Linked DNA regions of Hordeum vulgare: region 1 is linked to region 2. Evidence: chromatin contacts called from public Hi-C data. All regions are on one chromosome and are shown on one strand. Each heading gives the region's core, a stretch centred on a gene start, on an enhancer-like site or on the middle of the called end of the contact. The rest is flanking DNA. Distances are from core to core; before and after follow the strand shown.

Region 1 (3,807 bases), core at 17-2,516, 920 kb after region 2:
ATCATGAAATAAGCATTACAATAAACTTTGAACATTATAACAAGTTCAACCAAAATACCAAGCCCGCTTCTGATATTCTATAAGGGTACATGTGTGCGCGGGTATGGGTTATACGATCTCATATCCGAACCCCCTCTACCCGATAAGTTTGAGATTCCATGTTTTATATACCCATGGGCATGTTTTGTCCCATACTCTTACCTTAACATAATTTTTACCCATCGGTTACTCGATAATGTGTACTCATAGCCGTCCTTACCGTGACACCCCATTTGTATGGCAAATTGCAATCCATACATCATTGCTTGTGCCATAGATCATGAATGTGTTTTTTCTGGTTTTTTCAATAGAAAATAGTGATGTTAAATTTGTTGAGTTATGGACTTTGGTGTTTTGAATTTCTGGTAAAAAACTTTAATTGTTTGTTATTTTTCTTCGAGTATTCCACATTTTCCCAGTTCATTTGCAATGGACAAAATCTAGATGTTTGTCTCATTCATTTTATCTATTTGTTACAAATTAAAACTCAGTAGATTTTTTGGAATTCTTTATGCTGTGAACTTTTACGTTTTGAAATTTCGAGTAAAAGGTTGATGCCGGTCTAATCCTAGAATCTATCCATTTGACCTATAAGGACAAGTCCAAGCCCTAACTAGAAAGAAACCCTACCCCCTAACAAAGTTGGACAAACGGGTTGAGCCAACCAGACCAGCCCGCGAGCACGACGACACGACCCGCCATGGACCAGACACGACATACAACACGTCTTGGGCCATGCCTAGGCTTGGAGATTGGACTCGTGAGCTAGCACGACATGATCCGTATTTTTTAAAAAAAATTATGTACATACACTTAAAATACATCATAATAGTCCTAAAAACCAGTCCAACAATCTTAAAAATATTCAACCCATCGCATTAAACGGTCCAATATACTGACTCATTTACTAACTACTCCCTCCGTTCCTAAATATAAGTCTTTTTAAAGATTCTATTAAAGGACTACATACGAAGTAAAATGAACGAATCTATACTCTAATGTATGTCTATATACATCTGTATGTACTTTTTTAATAAAAATTCTTAAAAGACTTATATTTAAAAACGAAGGGAGTAGGCTGTACTAGGCCTGAACATGCAGCACACGGTTCGATATGACACAACCCACTTACTAACCGTATCCCAATGGGCCGTCCCGTGCCATGCATGATTAGCATGGGCCGGGCCAGCCTGTTTGGCCAGCTCTGGCCCCTAACTTCCAACTCGAACCTACCCACGGCCTGTCAGAACTCCCGACGCCGTGCGATCCAAGCGAACCAACCGGAGGGAAGTGCCCTCAACCCAAACGAGCGGCGACGAGATGGACGGAGGCGGTGGCGGCGGAAGCACCAGCGGCGAGGATGGGAAGCAGGAGAAGCACCTGTTGCTTGCCCACAAGCTCTTCCTGCTCTCCCACCCCGACGTTGACGACCTCTCCAAGGTCGACATCCGCTCCGACGTGCTCTCCGCCGTCAAATCCGATGGTACCGCACCGTCCCGCCCCCCTCGCCGCTTATCCAGTGTGCCAGCTAAACTGATCTGTTTTTTCTTTCGTGGGGTTGATTGCCAGACATGGCGCCGCTGTTCGAGTCGCTGGCCGCCACGGGCGTGCTGGAGCCGGACGCCGCACTGCTCGCCGAGATGCGCGCCCGGATCGACGAGGAGATCCGCAAGCTCGATGAGAAGTGAGTGGGTTTGCCCTCTCGTTCTGCTTAATTCTTTTGTAGAGCTCGGTCTAGTGCTAATTCGGGTTCTAGACGTGGTCAAAAGTAGACGATAGATCTTGTCAGTAAATTGCTTTGCGCTGGATAGGTATGAATTAGCACTTCGTGTTTTGGACGCAGGAAGTGAGTCTTATACCAAACTGCTCATAATGTTTACCGTCCTCCAAAGACTGCGAAGTAAATTGGAATGTTCCCCAATTTTGTGTGAGAACTGTGCCTGTTTGTGTTCTATATTTCTGTCAGAACTGAGTCCGTTATTAGTATTAGGAAACTATAGCTCTTTCGGAATTTACAACCAGGCATTGAGAAGAGTAATTAGAGTATATTAAGGAAGGGTAGAACCTTTTGATTTTTGGCGAACACGCACAGAATTTGCAGAGTTTTGTCGCCCATGGTGACTCGTACAACGGCAGGGGGCTGGCTATCTAGGGCTGCCAGCAAGACAACGCCACTAGGATTAGTACAAGGCTATATCCGTATGCTAAGGAACCCTTCCGCTCCTGCTTTGATCCAGAGCTCACCGTCGGTTTGGTCTTACAACTCAGCTGGGATGCCGAGCTAGGCGAACCGCGTTGTCGAATCCTTTGCAGGGAAGCTTGGGAAGACCGCGTCGTGCATCTGGCCACCAGTCAGGCAGGGCAATTTAGGTTGAATAGTCAATGTTAAGGAGCAAGTGGAGTTTCTTTGAGATACGATGTTCTGGATGAGATGAATGAAAGAAATTATTAGTTATTAGTAATCTTGAATTGTAGACAGGGTATTCCTGAAGGCTGAATTATTAAAAACACGTTGGTTCAATGATTATGGAATTAGGCTTGTTTCTTATTATCCATGATGCTCTTCCCAGTTATTTTGTATCTAATATTTCCACTGCTGTAAATTTTGATGAGTACCAATTTGGTTCCTCTAAACTAAACTTTTGTTTTGTATATGAAGAATTGCTGATGCTGAAGAGAACTTGGGCGAGAGTGAAGTGCGTGAAGCCCATCTTGCCAAGTCCTTGTACTTTGTAAAGGTTGGCGAGAAGGTATGAACTTGTTTACTTGTAAAATAATTATCTGATGCCTGGTTAATAAAGTACAAGTTCTAAATATACCTGTTTCTATTGTCTGAAATCAACTTTATAGGAAAAAGCACTGGAACAACTTAAAGTTACTGAAGGAAAAACTGTAGCCATTGGCCAGAAGATGGATCTTGTGTTCTACACTTTGCAAATTGGCCTTTTCTACATGGACTTCGATCTCATCTCAAAATCAATTGATAAGGCAAAGAAGTAAGCCTTTGTTCCATCTGTAGAGTTCCATTCTGCCATTTGGAACACCAGTGTGATGGTATTTGGCCACTTATTCTACTGCTTTTAGGTTGTTTGAGGAGGGAGGTGACTGGGAGAGAAAGAACAGATTGAAAGTGTACGAAGGCCTATACTGCATGGCAACTAGAAACTTCAAGAAAGCTACCAGCCTGTTTTTGGACTCCATCTCAACTTTCACAACCTATGAGCTGTTTCCATACGACACTTTCATCTTCTATACAGTCCTCACGAGTATAATCTCATTGGATCGTGTATCTCTAAAGCAAAAGGTATTTCAACTTGGCTCCGTCTGTTATATTTTCTTGCCGTAGTTATCTCTAACAAAACAAATTTTTCAGGTGGTGGATGCACCAGAAATCCTTGCAGTGATAGGCAAAGTACCACACCTCTCAGAGTTTCTTAACTCCCTGTACAATTGCCAGTACAAGTCATTTTTTGTTGCATTCTGTAAGTCTTGTGATTATTCATTTTTTATTGCATTCTGTAAGTCTTGTGATTATTGTTTTTGAATTGCATCGTATTTGTATGTGCTTGTATTAATACCTGGTCAAATATATTTTTTCAGCTGGCTTGATGGAACAGATCAAGTTAGACCGTTATCTTCAACCTCATTTCCGCTACTACATGAGGGAAGTGCGCACTGTCGTCTACTCACAGTTTTTGGAGTCATACAAGAGTGTGACGATGGAAGCTATGGCTTCTGCATTTGGTGTGACTGTTGATTTCATAGACC
Region 2 (3,570 bases), core at 191-2,690:
TCAAAAAATATATATCATGGTTGTCAAAAATCTTGGTAACTCAAAGATTTATTCTGAATTTCAAGATTTTTTCTTAGAAAACATACAATAATAATCCGATCCATCCAACAGTTAATTCTTCAAAATTCACACATGTATATTGTCACAAAGACTTAGAAGCATTAATGTTTAACTACATACATTAGAACTTTGTGAACAATTTTACAAATATGGGAACAATTTTAAAATTGAGAACATTTTTTACAATTTACAAACATTTAGTAAAAATCGTGAATATTTTTTATATTTTGAACGGGTTTAAATATTTTCTTTCGAATTGGCGACCAATTTAAGAAAAGACGAACATAATTTTTGATGTTGGAGAATTTTATTTTAAATTCACAAACATTTTTTGAAACGCATGAAGTTTTTCTGAATGAACAAACATTTTTATAAATCAGTAATATATTTATTAAATTCATGGACATTGTTTTGAAATTTGCAAAAGAATATAAAAATTCGACGCTCTTTTTGAACCCTATTTTTAATTCAAAATAAAAATTCGTCAGCATTTTAAATCAAAATTCCTATTTTATAATATGCAAAAGTTTTTGTAATTCTAAATTATTTAAATATAAATAAACAAAAATGGAACGTTAAATAAAAAAAGAAACTATCAAAACAGGCATTAGCTATTTTTAAAATTTTAAGACATTTTTTAAATGCATTAACATATTTTTAAATTAGAAATCATTTTGTTAAATGCCTTTAATAATTTTTATTACATGGAATTGTATTTGAGATCATGGACTTTTCTTATTGTACAAACATTTTTCTAAAATTGCAAACATTTTATTGTGTATGCGAGCATTTTTCACAAAACTTCGAGCAGTTTTTGAAGTCACAAACATTTTAATTTTTTAAATATGTTGATTTATAATTTTCAGTTTATTAAAATATTAAAGATTATTTGAAGTTTTTAATTATTTAAAATAAAAAAATAAAACGAAACTGAAAATAAATAAATAAACGGAACTAAAAGCAGGCGCATGTGCATGGGCCGGTCCATATGGTGTGCTGGAAATTCTTCCAGCATGCAGAAGGTAATATAGAAGGTTTTTACATGGGCCGGCCATTTTTTGCTTTGTGAAACGTTTTTAATTACTTATCGATGGCATGGTAAGTAATTTATGCAAACTTTAGGAATAATTTTCAAGACGATCAGAAACAGTATTTGCTTTATTATTAGGGAGAGATAAGTTGGGGTGACTTATAAGTTGGGTCTGTTTGGTAAAATAAGTCACTTTTACACTTTTTAGCTTATAAGTTGGTGACTTATTTGGAACCAAACAGGGTCTTAAGGTTTGTTTTTGACTTTTTCCTATTTCAAAATTAACCCTATCCAGCCCTCCCGTACCCTGTTTCTTAAAAAAAAAAAGCCCTCCCGCACCCAACAGCCATGACGGCGCGAGGAAGAAGCAGCCCTCGCCGGCGGCTGACCGCAGCTCCCCTCTCCCTGTAATCCTCACCGCCATCCATCCCCGGCCCTAGCCTCCTCTGTCATCCGGCCTTCTCCTGCCTGGTCGCGTGCCTGGGCAGCCCGGCGCCCGGCGCCCGTCGACCGCAGCTCCCCTCTCCCTCTAATCCTCTCCGCCATCCATCCCCGGCCCTAGCCTCCTCTGTCGCCCGGCCTTCTCCTGCCTGGTCGCGTGCCTGGGCAGCTCGGCGCCCGGCGCCCGTCAATCCTCTCCGAGGGCGGCGCCTGGCTGGGCTCCGGCGCCATCCGGCCCGCAGCCGCAGCTCGCCTCGTCCTGCGTCCCTGCTCTGCCTCGCCCTCCTGTCCTGCTCGCCTGCCCCGGGACTCCCGCGTGCCTCCATTGGCACGGGTTGCAGGTGCCCCAACCTGCTCGGCCGCCCCTCTCTCGGCAGTGCCCGGCTCCTCTGCCTGCAGCAACTTGCTGCCAGTCACTACATCACAACAGCAGAAGGTAAACCCCCCCCCCCCCCCCCCCCCCCCCCCCGGTTTTCCATGAATTTTCTCATTGCAAGTGCAGCAAATTTAGATTTTGCTGTGTTTATGTGTTTCAGAAACGATTCCATGGGCGATTACAAGGTAGAAATAGATGTTCAGTCTTACTTGACGATTGTAGACGGCAAACGAGTGTACAAAAGGGGCTATATTGTTGTTGGATGATGCAAAGTAAGATTATGTTGAGTTGGTGATGTTTTCATGTCAATTGGCTGTTAAAATGTTGCACCGTAGCTGCTTTTTGTTTGCTGAAATGTATACTTGGGCTGTGAAGAGGTAAGGGCATAGAAGTCTTCTTTGGATGGTGTTAGTCTTAGTCACTAATGGTATTTTGGCAAGAGAAAACTGAAAGTAGTGCTATATTGGCATGTTTGTTTTTCATAGTGGTATTTTGGCAAGTTTGGTTTCTCATAGTGGTATTTTGGCTATTGTCTCTAATTGTGGGCCACAAGGAGCAGCCGAGCAGCAGCGGCACAACAGTAACCACCGGATTGCCAGCATCATCCATCGCACAGCCAAGAACCACCCAGCCAGAGGTCCTGCAGTAGGTAATTTTCTTTCTTTCTCTAAATTCTTAGCTATTACTACCTCCGTCTGAGTTTATTAGTCCTTGTGTTCTTGGTCATATTTTAACCACGAGTAGCAATTTAATAGCTGTACATGGTATTGAGTCCTTGTAATGCGCCCACAAATCATATGAAACATGTGTACTTCTTCTCGTCAATTTTGGTGAGCTGTTTGGTAGTATTCACCACCGGGCCGCTAGGCATGAAGCTATTGGAGATGCTTGCCGGGCTCACAGCATCTTCGGTGATTTTGTTGAGTTTGATGTGTCTTACTTGTATATGTATTAATTATAGGACTGATTCAGATATGTTTCATTAAAGCTGACTCCAGCTTCTTGCACTTGTGTGCAGAAGATGGTTGCTGTAGATTTTTTTTAAATTGAATTCAAATATTTGTTTTCTTGCATCCGGCAAGTCATCTGGGTTCCCTGATGGTCGGCCTCCAGACATGGTTTGTTGTTTCTTCTTGAGCCACTGTTGTTGTGGGAGTTTCTTGTCAATGCTCCTTCTGAACATTATATTTCTTTAAATCAATATGTTTAATTCATATATGCAACTAGAATTAATATTTGGTATGACTTCTTTTGTTTTATGTTTGGCTGTTGTTCTTGTAAAAAATGTTGAGCGCTGAGTAATGTCTAATGAAGTAGTACGATTCACTGGAATTTTAAATAAATTGTGTACTCATTTGCTGGCACACCCAGCTATTTCTGTGTAGCTCCGCTAGTGCTCTCATGGCGAGCAAGCCAAGCAGCGCCATGGCGGCGGCCTCTTTGGAGGGTGGCGGCGGAGTAACGCGCTTGGAAGCCCTGGTCATGGACAAGGTGGCAGAGGCCGCCGACGCAGTCGCCACAGCGTCGAGCGCCGGTGAGGTGGTCCGCGCGATCCATGCCGTTGCTGTCCTACTCTTCCCCGTGGACTCGGCCACCGTCGCTGGTGAGGCTCCAAATCCTAGCCCCACTCACCCCCACTCCCATCTCTCCTTCGCGTCCTTGA

Evidence for each region. A called contact is a pair of places that touch in the nucleus more often than the background predicts.
Region 1: a Hi-C map of seedling shows a contact between it and region 2, with 3 times the contacts expected there. The contact joins the promoter of LOC123405553 here to the promoter of LOC123401502 in region 2. A contact is called at or near these places in 2 of 6 Hi-C or Micro-C datasets (leaf and seedling).

Annotation. Positions count from the first base shown.
Region 1 is chr6H:336,188,143-336,191,949 of MorexV3_pseudomolecules_assembly, forward strand. It overlaps LOC123405553 (26S proteasome non-ATPase regulatory subunit 6-like), which reads left to right and starts at 1,267. Exons shown (of 8, transcript XM_045099200.1): 1 at 1,267-1,522; 2 at 1,609-1,723; 3 at 2,699-2,789; 4 at 2,890-3,035; 5 at 3,124-3,343; 6 at 3,413-3,521; 7 at 3,640-3,807. The coding sequence starts at 1,360.
Region 2 is chr6H:335,272,433-335,276,002 of MorexV3_pseudomolecules_assembly, forward strand. LOC123401502 (telomere length regulation protein TEL2 homolog) reads left to right here and starts at 1,441. Exons shown (of 15, transcript XM_045095326.1): 1 at 1,441-1,967; 2 at 2,467-2,556; 3 at 3,293-3,510. The coding sequence starts at 3,309.